3 separate regions of the Mus musculus genome follow, and regions 1 and 2 are each linked to region 3. The links are chromatin contacts, called in public promoter capture Hi-C maps. All regions are on one chromosome and are shown on one strand. The core of a region is the stretch at or near the end of the contact, and the rest is flanking DNA. Distances in the headings are between cores, read along the strand shown. Region 1 overlaps Pcsk2 (proprotein convertase subtilisin/kexin type 2). Region 2 has its middle 150 kb from the start of Gm33599. Region 3 holds the start of Pcsk2os1 (proprotein convertase subtilisin/kexin type 2, opposite strand 1).

Region 1 (4,506 bases), core at 462-2,961, 200 kb before region 3:
CTTGTCCTCCATAAACTCTTTTTAGGATGCTGTTCCCTGCACTATCTCTGATGTCTGAACCATATGTCCAGGGCACTTCTCAAATGCATTTTGTACCTCTCGCTTTCTTTCATCTTCTTTGTTTTTCCAACTCTACCTATTTGCCCTCACCACTCATTCACTGTGTGACCTTGTACAAATGGCATAGGCTATATGCTTAGGGATCATGCGGATAATTAAGAGTGTAGGGATAATTAGATTAATGCACACAAGGTATTAAAATGATGGTGCCTTAGAAATAGTAAGATTGTCTCAATGTTTATTAGCATGTTGTGTAATGTTAGCCTTGGGCCCAGCCAGTGTTATGATGATTAAGGTGTGTGCTTCCTCCTCACACAATCTGGCGAGTTCCTAAGAAGCTTGCCTAGCAGAACTAGTGCTTTGGTGAATATTGAACTTAACTTCCACGTCCATTCACTGCCTATTTCTACGTCCCCTGAATTTCAAGCTTATTTCTCATTTTAATGTAATGGGTTAGGTCAGGAAATGTCCTCAATAGGCTTATGTGTGGAAGGCTTGGTAGCCAGCTGGAATCTTTTTTGGGGAGGTGAAGGAAATAAGAGGTGGGGGGGGGTTCTACCTGGAGGAGTAGAATTGACACTGAGGGGCTAGATTTGCCCTGGCTTTGTCTTGTCTCTCTGCTTCCTGTCAGTCATAAGGTGAGCTGCTTTCGCTCCACCATACTTCCATCACCATGATAGTCTGCCTTTCCCAGTGCCCAGGGATAGAGCCAAGATGATCATGGACTGAAAGCCCCGAGCCCCAAGACCCCAAAGAAAACTTTCTGCTTTTAAATTTTTTCCCTTGGCTGTTTGAGAGAATGACAAATATCGGATGCAGACTAGAATAGACATGGTGTACAAATACAGAGCAAGCTTTCCCGTTTTCTGCTCTCAGCTTTATTGATGGTTAACCCATGACCGGTTTCATTCCCTCAACACTCAACCCATCCTCCACTTCCTGCCTTAAGTTATAGTAAGCCGTACTGAAGATGGTACTAGGCACAGTGCCCTCTCATTCTGCAGGAAACTCCTAGGAACCTATCCTACACGTGGAAGAAAGACTATTTCATGCCAGGCCAGTGCCAGCTTTCTGGGCCAAGGTTCTCCTAGTGTGGTATGCTTGTCATACTACCTCGTACCATTAGTTACAATCTCTCTTGTTTGTGATTCCATGTGTTTAGCCTGGCATCACCAGATCATTGCAATACGAGATGTAGTAGATGAAAGTATCCGAGAATGAGTTGATAATTGGGGGAGAGGTATTTATTACTCAGAGTGGATGAACATTCTGTCCCGAGTCGTCGGTTTCCTAGGACACAAGCAGTCTGCTTGCCTGATTCACTAGGACTGTGTCTCTGGTAAACTTGTCACTTGGGAATTCTTACTCCTGACAGTGATGGATTTTTATTACACTAAACACTAATTAGATCTAATTAGAGGCTGTTAGCCTGTTTAAAATGGAACTTTCAAGAACAAGCTTGCAAATGAAAATATTTAAGAGATAAGGCATTTTCTAAGAGGATTCTTTTTTTGAGGAAGATTTCTATATGTATCACACGAGAAGACTTAGCTTGTAAAGTAAAAAATGATCTCACTATAACCCACAGTCCCAGAGAAGCTAAGTTAACAAGGAAGGCTTAAAGGGGAAATAGATTTCCCAGCTGGACTGGGGGTGGATTCAGATGGGAACAGGAGGGACGGGGAGATGGAGGGAGAGGATACCGAGTAGAATTGGTGATGCATTTCGGGGGCAAGGTAGAAACCCAGTGCAATCTAAACTCCATGAAATCTACAAGAGGGACACTAGCAAAGACTTCTAGGAACAGGGGACATTGAGCCTGAACCAGCTGTTGTCTGTAACCAGGCAAGGCCTCAAGTGGAGGGATTGGGACACCAACCCAGCCACAAAACCTGTGACCTACAGTTTGTCCTGCCTGCAGGATGTGCTGGGGCTGGAGCCTAGCACAGTCATCATCAGAGGGACCAGAGAAATTTCATCTAGCAACTGATGGGAGCAGATGCAGAGTTCACAGCCAAATACTAGGCAGAGCAAATACTAGTCCTGCAGAGTAAGGAGAGGAAGGGTTGAACAGAGGGGTCAGCGATACCAAAATAACACAGCCTACAGAATCAACTGACTCAAGTGGGCTCACAGAGATCAGGGAGACTTTATGGGTCTGACCTAGGGGCTCTGCATATATATTATGGTTGTATAGCTTGATGTTCTTGTGGGATTCCTCAGTGGTAGTGGGGTAGTGGTAGTGGGAGTCTTAGACTCCCAAAGGATGCCTGCCTGCCTTTAGGATCCTTTTTCCCCTACTGAGTTGCCCCATTCAGCTTTGATGTGAGACTATGTGCCTGTTCTTATTGTAGCTTGTTATGTTGTGTTTGGTTGTTATCTCTGGGAGGTTTGCTCTTTTCTGAGGGGAGAGGAAAGAGAAGGTAGAGGGGAGAGACTAGGAGGAGGGGAGTCAGGGGGGATTGCAGTTGGGATATAATATATGGGAGAAGAGTAAATTAAAAAAAGAAAAATAAAGAAGATTTGGCTTGGAGGGGACTATGTTTACATTCAGGAAAAACTTCTCTATCTGCTTGGGGACAGTTTACTAATACGTAATAGCTATTAGCTACAGAGAGACAGCGCATAGTCGGGAATATGCGCTCTTTATTACACTCATGAGAGGGCCAGAAATCAGTCAATGCTGAGGCCAGATCCAGCTCAACACAGCCTTCCAGAATCACTGCTAGGTATTTCTGAACTTCTTGCTTAGGGGCATTTGTTAGGTAACTTCATATCCTTGTGTCTAAATATAAGTTATCTGGTAAGATACTAGGGTGCAGGGTTCTAAGTTGTGGCAATAAGAAAGACTTCATGGCCAGAGCTCTCAGATCTTACTAGCTGTATTTTCACTGACAAAGATGCTTTTCCAAGCACTGCATGGTCAAATTCTGGCTGCAAGAGCTCAGTAGAGAGTGAATTATGCTACTGCATGCACACGAGTAACTGTCCATTAAGACTAGTATATTTCAGTTTACGTCTGTTCTTCACACTCTGCATTTTCTGAAGTTGTTGGGTCTCCACACGCATGTTCCCTGGTTTGTTAGAAAGCTAGATTAAGCTGCCTGCTTCACTTAGAACCTGTCCTGCCCACTTCTGGATATCACACGTCTTGAGTAAAATTATATAAAAAAATGATACTTATAAAAATGGTACGCATTTGAGCTGAGGATGGTGGTGCACATCTGGAATCCCAGCACTCAGGAGACTGAGGCAAGAGGATTGCTGAAAGTTCAAGGCCAGCTGGGTTACATAGTAAGTTTAAGGTCAACCTGGCTTACAAATTGTGACCCAACTTCAAACCAAACCCAAAACCAAAACCAAAGCCAAAACCAACACCAAAAAAAGAAGCAATAATTATTTAGATTTTTAAAGTATTATAAAACATGGTCTATTATTGACTGAACCTGGTTTGTTTGACCAGAGAAGCTATTCAGTCTTTCTTAACCTATCCCTATCAATAACTGAAGGAGATAACTTCTGCCTTGTCTACAGGTTAGAAGCAAAGGCAATGGAGAAAGAAATCTGTGCATGATATGCTTCTGTGCTGAGAACTGAAATTCACATGCTTTTATGATCTTCACCCAAGGGCAGGGATAATAATGGAAGCAGCTGTTTTATTTATGACTTAATTTACTTTAAAATTTAAATTAGTTTTTTTAACCTATACACAAAATGTACACCGTACTATTACCATGTGATATTTCATTATATCACATTTTGATTAGGTTTAACTTTACTGTCTTCACAAACACTTAACCATTTCATTTTGATGGGAATTCCTTAAACCCTCTTCTCTAGCTTTTGAAATACATAGAGACCACTGCCACTGTTGGTCACCCTACTCTGCAGTTCCTCACCTTTCACTATGATTTAGTTCCCACTGAGCAAACTTTCCCTATGCACCAGGTTTGAAACAAAGTATTTTTTTTCTTGGAGTAATAAAAAACATAAGATTCTGAATACTATTCATGTGCAGCTAAGCATGTAAGCAAGATATTTACCTAAAGAAAAAAAAAGAAGTCACATTTATATGTTTAGTAGCAAAACAGGATGGAAAAAGATGTAGTCTGTAGTTCAAGTCTCTGTCAATCACATGTCTGTTGAGAGGACTACCAAGGCTGCTATGATGTTATAGCAGAAGTAGTTTTAAAGATATGTCAACACAGACCCACTGGGAATTACTGGAAATGAGCTGGGTGTGGTGGTGCATGCCTTTAATCTTAGCACTAGGGAGGCAGAAGAATGGTAGAATGAATTTGAGGCTAGCCTGGTCTACATAGTGAGCTCCATGATAGCCAAAGTTACACAGTGAGACCCTGTCTCAAAACAACAAAAAAGTTTCTCTGGAATAGCTTTAGTAGAACAAGTGGACTCCTAAATCACTGTATGGTAACGTGATAAAAG
Region 2 (4,059 bases), core at 184-2,683, 210 kb after region 3:
ATAGCCCAGGTGGTATTCTTTAATCCCTCCCCCACTTCCATTTTTGCATGCTTTCAAATGATTTTTACCAAGTTAAATGAGTCAATCTGGTTTATTCACTCTAGTGAATTCCTGAGGTAGAAAGAAAAATCTGTTTGTCAGAATTAAGTCTCCATCAGCTTTCTCCAGTGGGTGGAGCTGTTTTTAGACTTGGGTGAGCACCTGTGAAATACTATATTTGACTCAAGATTGTGTGATCAACTACTGGGAGTGTATAAATTGACACATGTCTAAACGGTAATGAGACCATGGATAGCAAAAGCCTTCACCTGTCAACTCTTAATCCAGCAGGCAATCTTTCAGCATTATAAGTTAAAGAATACCAAAGCTATAAGCCAGAACTTATTTCAACTCAGTACTTTCAGGGGCTGTCTTGGTAGAAGTAGTAGGTGCACACCAGGGCCAAAGAATAAGTAAATAATAGGTGTGCTTTGCTATATCACTTTAACATCAAAACAGGAGAATTCATAGAACTTTCATTACAGGGCAATAATAATTAATGAGAGTAACCGTATGGTAGATTATGATTCATATATTAATATCAAATATTCACCATAACCATTCCCCTTTCAGTTTGTGAAGAGCAAGTCACTTGCCTAGTCAGTTAGCATTCAGAAAACATGAACTCAGGTCAGACATCTTTGAATATTGCATGGACTCTGTGAGCCCATGTAAATCTCTTCTTCTCAGATCTCACGTTCATTTCCTTCCATATCTACACCTCCTGCTGTCTCAAAAATACAAAGAATATTAGTGGTCTCTCTGATTCCTCTTCTTTCCCACCTGTCACCTATAGATCCATGACTCCACAATAAAATATTCTCCAATATTCCCAAGCTCAACTTAACATAGCAGTTTTAGGTTGCATTTTTATTGTAGGGTTGGGGGTGGAGCACAAGGTGTCACACATGCCCAGCAAGTACTCCAGTCTGAGTTACACACGCCGAGTCCTATGCTTAGCTGAATCAAATGCACTGCCTCTTTTAATACAGCTGATTTCTCATCGAATCATGACTACCAAGCTCCATGGAAAGTGAATATTGCTATATTCCTGGAATAATTCACACTTTAAAACTTTTCCCCAGAACTAATAAATGATATTTTGAATAAAATATTTTGGTTTAAAAAAAGATGTTTTTTTTTACTTAAAAAATGGTGTGCCTGGCTAATTTATTTAAAAAGTAATATGATATTTCTTTTTGTAAGTCTTTATCATAAAGTTTTAATTACAAATCTCAGCATGTAGTAAAATGGTAGTAAAAGAAGCCAATTAAAGTGGTCAATGTGGAAGCCTGGGATTCATCTTTTTCTTTACAAACCTCTCTATCGTCAACTCATACATAAACTGACATGTGCTAAAGCAGTGGCCTCTGCTTACAGGCTGCAAGCTGCCCACACATAAGCAGTTCATCTGCTGTAATTATAATACAACCAACAAATTCACAATGTGAAAATGATTTACAACAAAGAGTTCATGGTTTTTCTTGGAACTTAGACTTTGCAGTAATATTGAAGTGTCTACCTTGTAAAGAAGGTGGCTTTCTTAGAGGATGGAAATTCAAATCCAATGCAAAGAACATAAGACATTCGAAAAAGGCACATGTTTTTCTTACATGCAAGGCAGTTGCACGTATTTCGTGGGAAAATAATTGCCATGTTAAAATTACAGCTGAGTCATGACTGGTCGTGCATGAGCCAAGATGCAAGTTGGTGTGTCTGGCTTCACTCAGGGACAGTACATTGCAAGACCTCTGTAGAGTATAAGAAAAAGAGCCCTTTGTTCTCCTTTCCTGTGACTAGATGCTTTGAACAAACTCCTGCCTTTATATATAAACACAAGGCATTGAAAATTCATTCCCAATTAAATGTCACACATGATGGCCGATGATGGGCCCAATAAAATGGCCCATCAGGTGCAAATGTTCTGAGGAACTCACTAAGCCAAATGCTTGTGTTATGAGTACAGAGGTTGGCCATGGAATAATGAGCCAGTGAGCCACCAAGGAGTGCCATTTAACAGTGGTTTCCATCTGGTTCCTAAAGGAAAGCAGGGAACATTTGCTCCTCCCAGCAGAAGGGCTGGAGAAGCTTAGCTCTGCTTTGCTTCTCATCTGAAGATTTAGTCCCAGCTGTGTTGGAAAGCTTCTACTTTCACCAGCTTTTGCAGACCCCAAAGAGTCACTTTTAATTATCAGCAAAACTAAAAAGTTTTAACATGCTCACCATACAGATGCTTCTAATTATCACAACCTTCATGCCTCTACAGTCAAGTTTCCAAGGAAAGGATACCCATGCGAAGGTGGAGCTATTTCCATGTAGTCAATTTCATGCTATACTGCCAGCCCAGTCAAAAATGTGAAGTCACTGTTTGTCATCAGGAACATGCATGCGATTCATATGAAATGATGCCACACGAGTCTCTGCTCTGATTTGATGCCAAATGTTAGTATAACATTCATCTTGTTTATACCTATATTTTATAAGTGACTTCCAAATCTGTGATTTTCATGACTAGAAGTATTTTATAGGGAGCTGAGATTCAGAGGTTCTGGCACATTACTAGAGAAACAGCTCAGCAGCTAAGAGCACTGGTTGCTCTTCTAGAGGAGTTGGGTTCAAGTCTCAGCATTCACATGGAATGCAGATACGTCTATAACTCCCAGAGGACCTGACACCCTCTTTTGGTTCAACTAGGCACAGCATGCACATGGGACACAAAAATGCATGCAGGCAAAGCGCCTATAAACATAAAAATAAAATATTTAAAAATATCTCACTTTGCTAACTTACTCCCCTAATGTTCACCTGCTTCTCGGGATAGATACCAGATTGAACAGAAATGGCACCATCAGGAAGGCTCTTTAGCATGTGGGAGGTACATTCAGGAACTCCAAACAGAAACAGAAAATAAGTTTTGTTACCATTAAGCAACCAAATTCTTTTATGAATCAAAATGAAATGAAGGTGCCTGCTATAATTTAAACAGAGACATGAATCAGTTAAGGTCCCCGGGAATGCTAGGGGAATGAAGAGGTGGGAGACTTGAATAAAAGGCGTGATAAACATGATGCTTCATCAACACATTTTCTGTGGTGCAGCCTTATTCCAACAGAGCTTTGATCTTGAATTTCTGTACAAAAACTGTAGTATACCAAACCTGAGGTCACTCACCAAAACTAACCACAGCATAAATCTCAGAGATTGTAATCAGCTTAAGGATAGTGGGGAACATTTATTGCTACAATTCTAGCACAAGTCATCAAAGAACATCATCAATGTTCTTTTCTTTTACCTACATGGTATAGCTGCAGAGGCACCCTGTTTTTCTGCTAAAGAGATGCAAGATATAGTTTATAGCTAATGCCCAGATACACCACATATCAGTCTTAACATCACTCCACTGCTGGGAAGAGACAGATAGAAGGAGTTTGAAAGGCAAAGGAGATACAACTCCTGGGAAGGACTGGGCAGAGAGAACTTATGCCCTGGTTTGGGGGAAAAATGAAAGCAAAAGAAAATCACTGGTCCTCTTCTGTCCTGTGCCTCTTGGGGATAGCACCACAGCACTTTCTGCGCATTTCATCCTCATGGAGGAAGGATCCAGAGAGTTGTCATGAAAGATCTACCTACCTCTTTGGAATCTAAGTAGTGAGGGAGAGGATCTTGCGATTTCCCATGGTGACATTGGTAATATATAACCAGTGGTAATACAATATATTGCTCCAAAAGCAGAACCAATTCAATAAACACAAACCAATTAAATTTTAAAAAGGCACTGACATTTGCAAAGTTTCATTTTCTTGTGCTCATTGCAAAGGAAAACAAGCATGGTGAAAACAGAGAGAGCACAAGTTGTGGGGTGGGATAAGCATATGTAGAATGGAAATTACCATGCTTGAATGTATCTCTAGACACAGATAAGATTAAAATGCTATCAAAATCTAATATTTTTCTGGACTCTCTAGTGGAAGAAGCTATCATAAAAATTATAGGAAGCATATGTGTTGGGATGAAGTATCC
Region 3 (4,569 bases), core at 1,337-3,836:
TGTTAATTATTAATGGAACTTTACTCTTTTCTTATTTTGCTCAACATTCTCACACACAGTTGGCTGAAACTGTGATATGGGATTCATTATTTTGATAAGTCATTTTTATTTCCATTTCAGAAGAGTCAAAAATAATGTCCTGAGAAGTGGGAGGTGCTATCTGAAGTCAGTCCTGTCACCACTGAATTCTTTGTATATAGCATCTCAGTGGACATGGTTTGGGGTGAGGACCAGGTTAAAATAAAACAGAAAAAATAAACTAGACAGGTATTTTACTTTCTTTCCTGGAGAAAACATAAATATTTGCTTTTACTGATATTCTAGTGATGAAGTAATTAAATCATGAACAAAACCTTTCCCAGCATTTCATGCCCAGCACAACATGTGGCATCAGGGCTAGGAAAAAGCAGAATTGTTTAGTTCCGATCTTCTGAAGATGAATACAGATGTGCACGGTAGTCAGTGACACATTTTCATATCTCAACAGCAAACAAATGGTAATTATAGCACAGGTAAAAAAAGAAAGGAAAGGTAAGAAGCCCCTCTTTCACATTTTCAAAATGGTATCTCCAAGGCAAAGTTCTTGGCAGTCAGGGATGGCTTCCTGGAGACAGCTAGTAGTCAAGTGAATTTGGATTTATGTTTGAATTATTTCCTTTGCCAATATAAGGCAGTTACTTAATATCTTAGAGCTTTGAATTTCATGTGAAGATTGATGCAGACAATTCTACTTATTTTGTGGGATTAGGATGAGATACTCTGTCACAGAAGGCTCCCCTCATCTGCATCCCTGCCCCTTCCTATGTGTGTATAACTAGCTGCTGAGAACCTTTCATACCTGACATTGAGCAGGAGGAGATGAAGAGATCTGCTAAGGCTTAGAGGAACCACAGAGAAGGATGTCTTAGGGTTTAAAGTACAAAATTCAGGATAAGAAGTTGGGACAAGTATAGAGCAGTGCAAAGAGACCAAGAGAGGACAGTGCCTGGGAAACAGTCATACGAATACATTAAGGGCCGTCAAGCACAGCAGTTGACTGGATAAGGCAAAGAAGCCAGGAATACAGAGGACATTGGCTCTGAATACTTAGGTTCCCATGAGTGACTGAGGGTAGGACAGAGGGCAGTGGCTGTTCCTGCCTTGTGGGCAGCTGGGAGAAGGGAAGCTCTTTATGGCTGTAGCATCAGGCAAGATTTAGGTCCAGGTCTTGAAGGATCAACAGCATGTGATCCTTCAAAGAAGGAAAAAAAAAGGCTCATTGGAGGGCTCAATGCTCTCTGGGCATTGCACCACAAAGCTTCTTCAGGCACAAGTACCTTGTCATACATGGGTTAGCCTTTGAATACGTATCAGGGCAAAAGACTAGGATTTGGTTAGGAGGTACTATCTGAGAGGACAAGGAGAGGAAAAAGGAGACACCAAATCGAAAGCCTGTTCTTCATAGCTGAGGATTGCAGCTTGATATTGCAATACAAAATCAGTCAGTGACCTCCTCTCCAAGAAAGAATGGAATGAGGAGAAATAGTTAACCCCAAAGTATATGTGTCTTTCTGTTCAAAGTCGAACCAAATTGCTGATAAACCATAAGATTACCTTTATATTTCCTGGCTTCAATCTCACCATCACAACCGTTAAGCACTCACTGAGTTATTCATTCCCATTAGGAAAAAAAAATATATTGAAAAATTGACAGGGTTAGCCATTATCAGGCTCAGTTACACCTACCTTTCATTAGGTTTTTAGCATCAGATCTCAAGAATGTGTTTTCCAGGGGGAAAGAAAAAGGAGATGGAAAACCATTGCAGCAGATGGGTTTCCTTCCTTGTCAGAAAGGGCTGACACAGAAGGTACCCACAGGTAGGGTTACACAGGTATAGAAGAATTAAAGATCTTGCTGCCTCTTCCCTTCGTAGGGTAGCCCAGCCATAAAGCCCTGTCAACACCTAGCAAGGGTTTTCTAATAACAGAAGCATTCTTGCAGCTGTTGATATTAAATACGAATGCATCTAAGCAGGCTGGAAAGAGAACTCATGGGTTAAGGGTGCATACAGGTGCTCACACGGAGCAGTTCACAACCTTCGGTAATCCCAGTTCCAACCTACACCCCCCCCACCACCCCCCCACACGATGAGATAAATCTTTTTTTTTTCAAAAGGGAAAGTATGCAAGATCTCACAGTCAGATATCAGCTAACTATAATCACTCATTGCCAATGCCGCTAGGACGCTGGATTTTGCCAATGGGGGGAGGAGGGCGGAGCGGGGTTAGGTGGGGTATCAGCTTGTTTCAGGGTTGAATGTCGTTTGAAAGAAGTCTCCGTGGGCCAGGAGGCCAGGAGACTGTTCTATCAACAGGAACCTGGTTTCCCCTGCTCCACCCACACTTCTCTTCTCGGGAGCAACTAGTTCTAGGTGTGTGAGACCCGCCCGCGCGCCACCCGCAGACCTGCGCTTCTTCCAGGACCTCTGTGAAACTCGCTGCCAAACACAGCTGAGGTAGAATACGCGCCCGCCGCGCCGCTGGTGAGTGTAGGCGGGAGAGCCCTGCGCTCCTGAAGGAGTCATCCTAGTAGCTGGGAACTCGGCAAGAGACATAGGAAGTTCTGACAGAGGAGACCAGCCTGTGTTGCCCTTCTAGGGAGGGAACCCAATGCTCTCTCAAGCCTCTTTTCTTGTGGGATCAGGAGGGAGGGGACAGCCCACGGGTACCAAGCTGCATCCTTTGACCTTCCATTCCCCTCAGACTGGCTTCTCCTTGCATCCTCACTCTCCCCTAGCGGTGCCAGGTCCCCTAAGGACACTCCAGATCTGGGATACAGATATTTCGCAGGAAGAGCAGGTCAGGCATGCTCCCCGCCAAATGAATTATTCTCCTCTGTTCCCCGCAGGACGAGTACCCTAACTTATCCAGAGGTTGCCAGAGGCACCCAAAGCTCGAAATCTTATCCAAACAGTTCAACTTGGACAACTTCTTGGAATGGGGATCCCCGTGCTCTCTGGGGAAAACCGCGCTGGCTGCCCACACATCAGGAGAGGACACCTCGACTTTTCCGGGGGGAATCCCCCTCAGAATCCATCTCTCTTGGCAGCGAGGTGTCCTAAAGAAGCAAATTAAGAACTCTCCAAACAGGAGTGCGCTTCTGGAGTGGGAGGTCGTGGGCAGGAGCCAAAGCGCACAAGTTCAGCACTCGTTTTGGACAGAGAACTCCGTCCTTGTTTCCAAGTCAGAAAGCTCTTGTCCACTGGGGAAAAAAGCAGGGACTGAAAGTCGCTGGGAGGGAAGTCCTTAGGCGTGGGTCGGAAAACTGAGGTGAACTGCAACGCTCGATCTTTGAGCCATGTCGGTGGGAAACTATTCTTTCTCCGGGGCGTGGGGGGCTGGGAGACTTCCCTGGCAAAGCAGTCGACGTAAGCCCAGCTGCTCTGGACTCTATCCCTCTGTCCCTAGGCAGCCTGGAGAACTTGGTACCTCGGACAGCAGCCGGGGCGCACAGCATCCTTTGTAAGGTGCGGTCTTATTTTGCCCCCACCAAGTCAAACACCAACAAATTATTTCTCTGACCTTTCTAATACAGATGAAGGACATTTTAATTACATAACCCATGAAAGATCACCGGAGGCAATGTCGTGTTTGAGAACCGATGGCAGAATAGCTGCATAGCATAAAAAGACAGAAAACTTGCAAATCTGCAACGAGATTGCGCAAGGCTGTCCCTCCTCTGGAAACAACATGTGAAATGTATGGAAAAAAAATCTTACCTTTCGGACTCCAAAGCCGTGTTCTGCTGCAACTTGGCGAGCCTCTTCCTCTCCGTCTTTATGCAACTCCACAAGAAAATGATTCGTGAAGACGGGTCTCTCGGCAGACGCAAAAACCATCACACAGAAGAGGAACCCGGCCGCCTTCCACTGGGATCCACAACCGCCCTCCATCCTTCTTTGGGAGTGAAAAGTGGGGCTGTGAGGCGCGCAGGGTGGTGGAGCAGGGGACGAAGAGGGAAGATGCAAATAAAAAATAGGTATGTAGTTTTTGTTTCTGTTTTTCTTTTTTTTTTTTTTTAAAAAAAAAAATCTTTGTATAGCAAAAGAGGCAGAAAAGAAGCTTGGCAAACAGCAAATCTGTACGCTGTCCACCAGCAGCTGGCTGCCAGGGAAGCCGGGGAGTCGCGCAGCCCGGCTGGCTGGCAGGGGTGCGAATGTGCGGAGCTGTGTGTACCCGAGAGAAAGAGCTAGTGTGTGTCTGTGCTTGATGCTAAATCTGCATTTTCAGCTCCTCCTCGGCTCCAATTCTAGAGGGCTGGAGGCGAGCGCCAGCCCGGGTGACGCGCGCCCGCCAGCGGCCAATGGAGGCCAGAGGATCGGCGGGCCCCGCCCCGGGCCGCCCCGAGCCCGCCCCCGCCCGCCCCCGCCCTCCCCTGCCCAGCTGGCTGCCCGGGTCCCCGGGGGCGCCGCGAGCCCGCGCCCCCGCCAGCTCGGAGCGGCTTTGCTCCGCCCGACCGCTGCGCGCCCAGGAAAATCCCCCCCGCTGCCACCCACTGCCGGCGCCCGGTGATGTCATTGTTTGTGGAAA

What was found. Promoter capture Hi-C pulls out the DNA fragments that hold promoters and counts their contacts.
Region 1: a contact with region 3 is called in a promoter capture Hi-C map of hippocampal neurons, with 4 times the contacts expected there. The contact joins the enhancer-like site here to the promoter of Pcsk2os1 in region 3. A contact is called at or near these places in 8 of 39 promoter capture datasets (the 3T3-L1 cell line, 3T3-L1-derived adipocytes, the HPC-7 cell line and 3 more), 7 of 115 datasets of contacts at active chromatin or transcription factors (embryonic forebrain, embryonic midbrain, embryonic stem cells and 4 more) and 2 of 9 other capture datasets (embryonic stem cells and pancreatic islet).
Region 2: a contact with region 3 is called in a promoter capture Hi-C map of hippocampal neurons, with 6 times the contacts expected there. The contact joins the enhancer-like site here to the promoter of Pcsk2os1 in region 3. A contact is called at or near these places in 1 of 39 promoter capture datasets (hippocampal neurons), 3 of 484 Hi-C or Micro-C datasets (cerebral cortex and cortical neurons), 3 of 115 datasets of contacts at active chromatin or transcription factors (embryonic forebrain, forebrain and neural tube) and 3 of 9 other capture datasets (adipose tissue, liver and pancreatic islet).

The regions. Positions count from the first base shown.
Region 1 is chr2:143,749,461-143,753,966 of GRCm38.p6, reverse strand. All of the region lies in intron 6 of Pcsk2 (proprotein convertase subtilisin/kexin type 2), which reads right to left. The region is part of intron 2 of Pcsk2os2 (proprotein convertase subtilisin/kexin type 2, opposite strand 2); the gene reads left to right. Among named protein-coding and RNA genes, the nearest start is that of Pcsk2os2, 37 kb to the left of the region's middle. Within about 2 kb of position 1,711, at least 5 of the 459 cell types and tissues checked have an H3K27ac peak or open chromatin away from gene starts, as enhancers often do. A contact at or near this core is called in hippocampal neurons, where this site is marked.
Region 2 is chr2:143,338,260-143,342,318 of GRCm38.p6, reverse strand. No RefSeq gene overlaps it. Among named protein-coding and RNA genes, the nearest start is that of Gm33599, 150 kb to the left of the region's middle. Within about 2 kb of position 1,433, at least 2 of the 459 cell types and tissues checked have an H3K27ac peak or open chromatin away from gene starts, as enhancers often do. A contact at or near this core is called in hippocampal neurons, where this site is marked.
Region 3 is chr2:143,545,854-143,550,422 of GRCm38.p6, reverse strand. It overlaps Pcsk2os1 (proprotein convertase subtilisin/kexin type 2, opposite strand 1), which reads left to right and starts at 2,586. Exons shown (of 3, transcript NR_040354.1): 1 at 2,586-4,018. Pcsk2 (proprotein convertase subtilisin/kexin type 2) reads right to left here and starts at 4,290. Exons shown (of 12, transcript NM_008792.4): 1 at 3,759-4,290. The coding sequence starts at 3,932.